2 separate regions of the Triticum aestivum genome follow, and region 1 is linked to region 2. A link is a contact called in public HiCAR-type data. All regions are on one chromosome and are shown on one strand. The core of a region is the stretch at or near the end of the contact, and the rest is flanking DNA. Distances in the headings are between cores, read along the strand shown.

What was found. HiCAR-type assays count read pairs that join an accessible place to other places.
Region 1: a HiCAR-type map of leaf shows a contact between it and region 2, with 10 times the contacts expected there. The contact joins the promoter of LOC123112190 here to the promoter of LOC123112189 in region 2. A contact is called at or near these places in 2 of 5 Hi-C or Micro-C datasets (both in leaf) and 1 of 1 datasets of contacts at active chromatin or transcription factors (leaf).

Annotation. Positions count from the first base shown.
Region 1 is chr5B:418,887,646-418,892,701 of IWGSC CS RefSeq v2.1, forward strand. It overlaps LOC123112190 (bZIP transcription factor TRAB1), which reads left to right and starts at 3,121. Exons shown (of 5, transcript XM_044533122.1): 1 at 3,121-3,313; 2 at 3,406-4,392; 3 at 4,494-4,565. The coding sequence starts at 3,472.
Region 2 is chr5B:418,691,398-418,696,772 of IWGSC CS RefSeq v2.1, forward strand. LOC123112189 reads left to right here and starts at 3,447. Exons shown (of 9, transcript XR_006455266.1): 1 at 3,447-3,873; 2 at 4,300-4,384; 3 at 4,485-4,598; 4 at 4,677-5,375.

The DNA of each region.
Region 1 (5,056 bases), core at 1,871-4,370, 200 kb after region 2:
GGTTGCGCTCGTGGCCGCTTTGGAGGAAACCAAGATGTTGAGCATGAAGATGGACGAGTTGGATCCCGATGCGGTGAATACCGTGCATGTCGTTCATGCAAAGATGTTGATGCACTTGGCAGTCGAGATGGCAGATGAGGGAACCTGAGGACGAGCCGACGCTAGAGTGATGACGGACGAGACACGGACAACCAATCTGGGAGGGCACAATTTGCACGGACTAGCAGACTGGAACTTTTCTGATCGGGCGCTTGTAAAAACCAATGGACATCCACCATTTTTTGGTTGTGAAGCATACATATGCACTTTTATTTGCTCATCAAATTACTACTGATCATTATTGTACTTCAAATATATCTGGATGATTGCGGACTTGGGCCGACATTTCGGGACAACATTGGATGGCCGCCTCCCATATCCCTGTCATCGAATGCGTCCGCAAATGGATAGTGACTCTCGATTGGGTGGGGGGCGTTGGAGATGCCCTTATCTTAAATTTTCCTCACAAATGTTTTACAGGATGTTCACAATTTTATTATGTTCATACATATATTGTTCAACTAGTGATCAATCCTAGACACACTTACGTTAGCCATTTGCTCGCTAGTATTGCAAGATTTTAAAATGCAACGTACATCACGATAGTTCTATCTTGTTGCATTGGAGATGTGTATATGTAATCATTCTTTGAAATGTTCAAATATTATAGCACAATTTGATGGTCAAGATCGCATCTGAAGACCGTGCAAATGTTCAAAACATTAGTTTCTTGTGAACCGTAGATAGAATGGACCACCTTGCATCCTCATGAGACTAATCTCTAAACACACCTATGTTAGCGGTTTGCTCACTAGTAATGCAAGAGATAGAGATGCCATGTACCTCATGGTAATTCATTGTTATCTCATTGGAGATGTGTCCATCTAGTCGTTCTTCAAAACATTCAAATATTACAGTACGATTTGGTGGCGAAGGTCAGACTTGAAGACCTTGTGCCCAAAACGCCAGTTTATTTTAAACCGGAGGTAAAGAAAGGATCCCCGAGTGTCCACATCAGACTAATCCCTAGACACATTTATGTTAGTGGGTTGCTAGCTAGAATTGCAAGAGATAGAGATGCCAGGTACCTCGTGAAAATTCAATGTTGCCTCATTGAAGATGTGTCTATATAGTCGTTCTTCGAAACATTTAAATATTATGGTACAATTTGGTGGTCAAGGTCACATTTGAAGACCTTTCCAAAGCCCAAAATGTTAGTTTCTTGTGAACTAGAGGTAGAATGGACCCTAGGGTCTTGATGAGACTAATCACGACAATTCAATTTTACTCATTGGAGATGTGTCTATCTAGTCGTTCTTCGAAACATCCATATATTATAGTACAATTTGGTGGTCAAGGTCACGTCGAAAGACCATGCCAATGTCCAAACCATTAGTTTGTGACCCAGAGGTAGAAAGGACCCCCTAGCGTCTCCATGAGACTAAGACCTAAACACACATACGTTAGTGGTTTGCTCGCCAGTATTGCAAGAGATAGAGATGTCGGTTACCTCACGACAACTAAGTGTTGCTCCATTGTAGATGTGTCTACTCTTCAAAACTTTCAAATATTATAGTGCAATTTGGTGGTCAAGGTCACATTTGAAGACCTCGCCAATGTCCAAAATGCCAGTTTCTTATAAACCCGAGGTAGAAAGGACCCCTAGCATCCACATGAGACTAATTCCTAGAAACACCAACGTTAGCGGTTTGCTTGCTAGTCTTGCAAGAGATAGAGATGCCACGTACCTCATGACAATTCAATGGTGCCTCATTACATATGTGTCTACCAGTCGTTCTTCGAAACGTCCAAATATTATAGTACAATTTGGTGGTCAAGGTCACATCGATAGACCACGCCAATGTCCAAAATGTCAGTTTCTTGTGACCCAGAGGTAGAAAGGACCCCCTAGCGTCCACATGAGACTAAGCCATAAACACTTTTACGTTAGTGTTTGCTCGCCAATATTGCAAGAGATAGAGGTGACAGTTACTTCTTGACAATTCAATGTTGCTGCATCGAAGATGTGTTTATCCGATCGTTCTTCAAAACCTTTAAATAGTATAGTACAATTTGGTGGTCAATGTCACATTGGAAGACGTTGGCAATGACCAAAACGTCAGTTTCTTGTGAACCGAAGGTAGAATTGACCCCCTAGTGTCTGCGTGAGACTAATCCCCAGACACACTTACGTTAGCGGTTTGCTCGCTAGTATTGCAAGAGATAGAGATGACACATACCTCACGACAATTCAATGTTGCCTCATTGAAGATGTGTCTATCTAGTCGTTCTTCGAAACGTTCAAGAGGACATGCATCACTCAACTACCGAAGAAGAAATAGATAGAGCGGCCACATTTTCCTCGTCGAGGTAGCGGTTCCCTTACGCAAAGTTGTCATGAAGGGTTGCATCACCAACCACGCAAAACCGGCAGCCCCGTGCGTGAACCACGGTGACTCTATTCTGCGGCATCAACCATGTGAACTTGTGTCTCCGCGAGTGCTTTCTACATCCTTTTTTCGGCTGTCGTCGCATGTAGAAAAGATAATGAAGATTTTACACAATAGATTTAACAAAAAATGTGCATTGATATTAATTGCACACAATGGATTTGACCGACAACAACATTTATTTTTATTCCCTTCACCGCTTCCATTTACTGACTTGTAAAATGGAAAGAATAGGTTTTTAGTTTGCTTATTGGTTAAACTACTCCAAGGTTTTTCTTCTGAAATATTGATGTTCTTTTCTTTGAAAGAGAAACATCGATGTTCTACTCCCTCCGTTTCAAAATAGATGACCCAACTTAGTATAAAGTTGAGTCATCTATTTTGAAACGGAGGAAGTAGTAGAGAACAAAACATTCACATTTTTGTAAAGAACAAAACCCCCTGCAATTTTGCTGTACCCAACCCGGCAGGTCGGCCCACGGTGAAGGGAGACACTAACCACCACCAACAGCGGGAGGCTGGGCGCGGGGCCCCACGGGTGCAGAGCCGCCCTGGCCTTGAGGATATTTTTGTCCGGAAGCCGCCATCGCAGCAACTGACGGAGCCAGCGCCTCCACGCGTTGCCCGCTGATTGGCCCACAGGTCCGCGTCGAGGCCCCCGGAGCCCGCCACGTAGTATTAACTACCGGGGCGGAGGGGGAGCACCCTCCCTCCCGCCCCACTGCGCTGCCCACGACGGCCAGACCTCACCAGGATCCTCTGCGCTGCGCTACCCACATTTCGCACCCACACCGCAACAAACTCGTCGTCGCCGTCGTCGCCAGGTCTCACTCTCGCCACCCTCCTCGCCTCGCCTCGCCTCTCACCCACCACTCTCTCTCCCTCTCTCTGTCTCATCTGTCTCTGGCCTTTCCAGGAAACGCATGTGACCCGCTGCGGTTTGAGGCGAATTCTCTTCTCTCCTGGTGTCCGTGTCCGTTTGATGCTCAAGGAGGACCGGTGGGGAGGGACGGAGGGGATCATGGACTTCAGGAGCAGCAACGGCGGGTCGTCCTCGGAGCGCGGGCCGGCGGAGGCGGCGCCGCTGACGAGGCAGGGGTCCATCTACTCCCTGACGTTCGAGGAGTTCCAGAGCACGCTCGGCGGGGGCGCCGGCGTGGGAGGCAGCGACCTCGGCAAGGACTTCAGCTCCATGAACATGGACGAGCTGCTCCGGAGCATCTGGACCGCCGAGGAGAGCCAGGCCATGGCCGCCTCGGCCTCGGGCGCGGGCGCCGGCCCGCCGCCCACGTCGCTGCAGGGCCAGGGCTCGCTCACGCTGCCCCGCACCCTCAGCGCCAAGACGGTCGACGAGGTGTGGCGCAACCTCGTGCGCGATGACCCGCTTCCGGTGGGTGCAGAGGGTGCCGAGCCGCAGCCCCATCGGCAGGCGACGCTCGGGGAGATGACCCTGGAGGAGTTCCTGGTCAAAGCCGGCGTGGTGCGAGAGATCCCCACCGCTCCTGCAGTGCCGGCCCCGCCCATGCAGCCGCGGCCGGTCCCCGTTGTCCCTAAAGGCCCTTCCTTCTACGGGAACTTCCCGAGCGCCAACGACGCCGGCGCGGCGGCGCTGGGGTTCCCGCCGGTCGCCATGGGGGATCTGGCCTTGGCCAATGGGCTCATGCCGAGGGCAGTGGGTATGGGAGGCGCCCCCCTGGTTGTGCAAACTGCGGTCAACCCGGTTGATTCCGGCGGCAAGGGGAGCGAGGATCTGTCATCGCCGTCGGAACCAATGCCGTACTCGTTCGAGGGGATTGTGAGGGGGAGGAGGACTGGCGGCGGCGTGGAGAAGGTGGTGGAGAGGAGGCAGAGGAGGATGATCAAGAACAGGGAGTCCGCCGCCAGGTCCCGTGCCCGCAAGCAGGTATTTTTAGCATCTTCTACACTATCTATGCGTTCTTACTTACTCCTGAAGCCCATCTGCTGGAGTTTCCTGTTTTGGTAACAATTTCCTTATCTGCGCAGGCTTATACAATGGAGTTGGAAGCCGAAGTTCAGAAGCTCAAGGACCTGAACGAGGAACTGGTGAGGAAACAGGTAGCTTTTCTACAAACTCTGCTATTGGACATGCTAAATGTGCAACTTCAGTACATTCTGTGTAAAGGAGGATTTATAGCAATGGACTCTGAAGTGGATAGTTTCAGTCTGTAGACCCCACTGGTAGCTATTTTGCTTGTTTTGTCCATGTTGGCATCAGAGTGTTCGTGGTGATTGGTGAAGCATTCACCGTGACCTGTTCCTTTTGTCTTGGTACAACCTCTGTTTATCAGAAACATTCCGATCTTTGAACCTAAGTGTGGAATATTCAGTCTCTTGTGCTTTAACCTTGATATATTAGCTTCACAGTAATGTGTTGTCGCAGTAATTTGCCTAATCAATTTTCAGGGTGATGGCTTTATTCTCATATTTGGAAGTGTTGCTCCGTCCCATATTAATTGTTGCTGAAATGGATGTATCTAGACGTATTTTAGTGCTAGATACATTCGTTTAAGCGACAATAATATGGGATGGAGAGAGTATCTAATTTC
Region 2 (5,375 bases), core at 2,197-4,696:
ATTGGTCGCCATCATCGCTCTTCTAAAAAAACATGCGCGGATTTAATGATTAGCCCATTTATGGAGATTTTTTTTTGCTAAATACGATTTGTTTGGCCGCACCCTGGCAGCATAGCATGTGATGGAGTGATCTTTGGTACGGAATTTCCTATTCGCCGCTTATTGCGGCAAGTTGTCGCACCTTCGCACAGGGCGCAGCTCACCCTGGGCCGGCCCATTTTCGGTTATTTCCCTTCTCGAGAGATCAAAAACAGCAAAACGCGAGATTAAAAATGGAGGAAAGTATCGTTTTCCCCCTCAAATCCTTTATGATGGATCAAATCCCCCCTCAAGTCTAAAACCGGATTAATCACCCCCTCAAATCTGTAATACCGGATCAATCAGGCCCCGAGCGGTTTTGAACAAGATTTTAGGTGGTTTTGATAGGAACTGCAAGATTTCTAACTTGTCGGCGACCCGACGACGTGGAGATTTTCTAGGATCTCGGCACCGGCGACGTGCTCCCCCGGCCGACCCCTTATTCTAGGGGAATCTGGCTCAGAAGGATCGCTGACGCGGACTTCGGCTCGATGCACATGTTCGGGAGGCGAGCTCCCCGAGGAGGAAGACAACCATATGCAAAACCTGCGCGCTGACAGAGTTGAAGAGGACCTCCACGAAGCCATTGATCAGGGCGGCCGCCTCGCGCCAGAGTCGCCCGATCCTGCAGGCGCATGTTTTATGCATGCTTGATGACCAGGCAATCTGAACCAGTTACATATGTAGTGCAGACATGATCAATCAGTCTAATTTCCTGATTATGCAACTCACATCGAGCAGCACAGCACGGGATAGGATTCCCAACATTCTTCTCAAGTAACCTGACAGTCTTAACATGTGTACATACTTCAGTCCAATCCACAAGCGATTGCAGCACACCCACCAATTCAGGTCCTATTAAAAAAATCAGTTCAACTAGATTCCCAGCACAAGTGATTTCTTCAGATTAACACACATGCTCGTGCACCAGTTGTTTGGACAGGGCTGCCATTGTCACGGACGAGGACTTGGAAGACGCAACCTGAACCGGCTATGGAGGTTGTGCACGGCGATCCAATTGGAGGAGCATGATATGGCTCACACTGGCCGACGACTATGCTGCGGCTGACCCCGATATGGCTCACACCGGCCGTCTACTTCCTCACCAACACGCAAGCGCAGACCATGTTCGTGCAGCAGGGCACGAAGACGGACTCCCACATCACGGGCAGCGCCGCCGACGTCCATCGAGACGGTGCTCGTCGCCACCTGCGTCACGATCATAACAGGGCCGTTGCATCATCCGTGGCGTTCGCGCCGCTGCGGCTCATGGGGATCGGGCACGCGACGGCGACTGGCACAGTGGCCACCATGGCCGCGTGCGCCGAGACGCGCAGGCTGCAGATGGCGGCACAAATGGGCATAGCGTGGCTACTGCTGCAGTACGTCATGATGGACACGTGGAGAATGAGCTGGTAGCAAAGTCCTCGACGGGCTCGCTCGCCGCCACCCGACAAGTTCGAAATCGTGCGATTCTTCTCCAAAACCACCTAAAATCCTGCTCAAAACCACTCGGGGCCTAATTGATCCGGTATTACAGATTTGAGGGGGTGATTAATCCGGTTTTAGACTTGAGGGAGGATTTGATCCATCATGAAAGATTTGAGGGGGAAAACGATACTTTCCTCTTAAAAATGTTTGCGCCAGGGATCGAACCCAGCACCAAATGTAGATGTACAGGCGGCGCTAGCCACCAGGACTGCTTCGTACAAGGTAACAAACTACAACGCGAAACGTATATAAACACACATCAGCGACAAAACTAAAAACCAGTTCACGGAATTTCCAAAAAACTTTTGTTCCTTCTACTGGTTTTTTCGGGTTTTCTTCACTGTCTTTTTCTGTTCTTTCGTTTTCTTTATTTTTTCTTTTCATTTTAAGTTAAAATATTGTTAAGAATTTTCAATAAAAATCTTGTTTGTCAAAATTTGTTCATGTTTTTGAAATAGTGTTCACATTGCCAAATTTTTGTTCACAATTTCGAAAAATGTTCCTGATTTCACATTTTTTCTTACAACTCAAAAAGATGTTCAAACTTCCAAATTTTGTTCCATTTTCAAAAATTTGTTCTCAATTTGCAAAATGTTTGTAATTTCGAAATTTGTTCATCGCTTCAAAAAATGTTCTTGGAGTTTTGTTCATGTTCTGAAAAATGTTCAAAATTTATAATTTTGTTCACATTTTCAAAAATTGTTCGCATTGTTAAAAATTGTTCTAAATTTCCAAAGAAAATCATGTATAAAAATTTCTTGGAGTTTCAAATTTTTGTTCGCATTTTCAAAAAAATGTTCTCACTTTTAAATTTTGTTTGTGTTCTGAAAAAAGTTTACAATTGTAGATTTTGTTCATTTTTTCTAAAAAATGTTCTGAATTTATAAATTTGTTCGTTTTTTCGAAATTTTCTGTTACAAATTTGTCCGTAATTTTGAAAAATGTTCGCGTTTGCAATTTTTGGATTTTCTATCAAACATTAAGTCTAATCGATGTCATTGTTGTTTCTTATACACTCCCGCTGCAAGTTTAGCAGTAAAACTAGTTTGGCGCAGTGGCTAGCATAGCGTGCGCTAGTCCACGAAGTCGTCCGTTCGAATCCCATACCTGCGTATTACTTTTCTCGCATTTTTTCATCTCGCGAATGGCCAAATGGGCCGGCCCAGTTTCGGCACGCCAGTGCGAAACGCCGACATTTCGGCGCAATTAGCGTCACATAGGAGCTCTCCTTTGGTACACCTTAGGAACGTTCCTGCCACCAAACGATGCACACATGACACATCGCACACCCCCAAGCTCTGTGCTACGTTCAGCGAACCGTGGCGACACAGCAGTAGCACGGCACGTGGCCACAGCCGCTGGTACACTGCTACCGTGCTCCACGCCTTCAACCACCTGCCGGCGCTCCCATCCAGCGGACCCATGCAACCTGAACCCCCATTGTTCCACCGCAGTAGATCTACATGCTCCATGGTTAGCCCAATGCGCTGAAACTGCGCGCCCTGCAGCAGAGAGGTCGCCGTCGTTCCAGCTGCGGCCACCGTGGCGCGGGGTCAGCCGGGACCCCGCCCCCGCCTGCATCACGCCTGGACTTTCACTCCTCGACCTGGACGCCGTCGGATGCATGCCATTGCCATTGTTTCACAGCGACCGACCGACTGTTAGATAGTCGTCACGAGACAGCCATGCTGGGGTAAACCTGGTACGGAGACGGGCGGCGACGGCACGAGAGGTGAGGTGGGTGGAGTTGGTGAGGTGAGGTTCCCTGCGCCGCGGGGCAGAAGAAACAACAAGGACGACACCGACATGGACGGGGGCGCCGATCGGGGGCAAACTAGTCGATAAAACTGTCCGTTGATTTCAGCGCCGCGCACGTTCTTGAGCTCTCGGCTCACGTTGCCTCGCCTCGCGGCCTCGAGATGCCGGACGTACACCCACGTCCCAATCCACTCCGCCTCGCCGCCTGACACGTCTATTAAAATGCCAGGACTTCTCACTCTTCCATACCCGCCACTTTTAATGGCCACCGCCGATTGAGTGGGAGAGCACAGCAAACTCACTGACGAGGCAGGCGGCAGGTGGGATTCTTGCTTTCTTGTTTTTGAGACAAAAATGCGCGGCGCCGGTGATTGCGAGCTGGAGCTCCGGGGCGTAATGGGGGAGGAGGAGGGGGTTGCGTCGGCGTCGGCGTCGGCGTCGGAGAGGGCAATGCGGCGGCGGAGGGGGCGGCGTCGGTGGGGAAGAGCCGAGGCGGGCGACAGCTACTCGACGAGCAGCGGCAGCGGCTCCTTCGGCTGCGACTCGGTTGGTCTTCGCCCCCCTCCTCCATTGCTACCACCTTCCTTGGGCGTCTCTGTCGATTTCATTTGGATTAATATTCGCACATAGAATCTCTTACTGCCACGAGCGGTGGCATGGGCATGGCGCCATGCCGATCTAGCCAGATAGCACCATGGCCTGTCGCAGGTGACCACAGGAGCCTTTCCAGAAAGTGGATGGTAAAACCCAGAAATGACATGATTAGTGAGTGAATCTAGCGATCTAACGACAAAGCTGGAGGGCCCGAGGCTTGAGGATAGGCACCATCATCGCCATCTTGATTCTTGCAGCATCGCCCTCGCTAGCAAGCGAAAAAGGAGCGGAGGGGGGGCACCACCCACCCTGGGATTCTCTCCAGTCTCCAGCTTTGCAAGATTAACTTTTTAATCGGTGCTTGATGGTTGGCTGCAGCCTTTGGCCGGATTCGTGCGCGCGGATGGCGACATGGACACAGATCTGGAGACAGACGGGCTGGCCGCCACTTCATCCTCCAGTGGTGAGCACACAGCTCACACCTTGTATTCTTACCAGCGTTCTTGCTGCTCCGCTGGAGCTCCACTTTACAGCCCTTTTAAGCGAGTTTGCGCTCCCTGAAGCCTCTGCAGCGTTCACGGAGCCGCACGACGACGAGGAGGAGGCGCAGTGTGGGGTGAAGGGAGAGTGGCAAGAACCGGCCAAGAGTCCGGCGGGCGGCGCCACTGCCATCCGAGGTACGAGATTTCGAAGTTTGCGACGTACTAGGTGGTGTGAGGTTTCCCAATCTTGTATGCTTGTGTGCTGTTCGACAGAATGCCAGAGCCAGCGACGGTGCCGGACAGAGGCTGCTTACCTGCACGGTAGGAAGGGGCTGAAGCAGCGGCCAGCCTCGCTCGACTTCGGCAGCGCCGGGTTCAACAGCGGGACTCCGTTTTCTCCGGGCTTTGTGGTTGGAGGTGCCGGGTTTGTAAGCAAGGGACTTGTGTCATCGCAGATAAGCTCCGGCGTGTTCCCTAGCCCCGGCACGCCGAGCTACCCGCGGCGGCACCGGCCGTCGGCCTTGGGGTACCAAAAGGGGTGGAGCTCGGAGAGAGTGCCCCTTCCTTCCAAAGGTAATAATACTAGGAGGTACCCAGGCAGCAGCATGGCATTCCCTCTCAATAACAGGAGGACATTGCCCTCAAAATGGGAGGATGCGGAGAGGTGGATCTTCAGTCCCAAGTCAAACTCCGGCGATGCACGTGAGAAGACCGCCACATTGCCCCATGCTCGGCGGCCAAAGGCCAAAAGCGGTCCTCTTGGGCCTCCTGGAAGACTTGGTGGACAGTATTCATCTGTATCTTCATCCGTGTCTTTGTTTGACAGTGGGAGAGTTGGGCATTTAGCAGCAAACTCACCTTTCTTGGCTGGAGTACTGATACCTGAACATTATGGTGGGGCGAAAAGTAATGTTGGGAGGTATACGAGTGGAACAGCTGGTACCGAATTCGGTATTGGCATAGTTGGCAGGT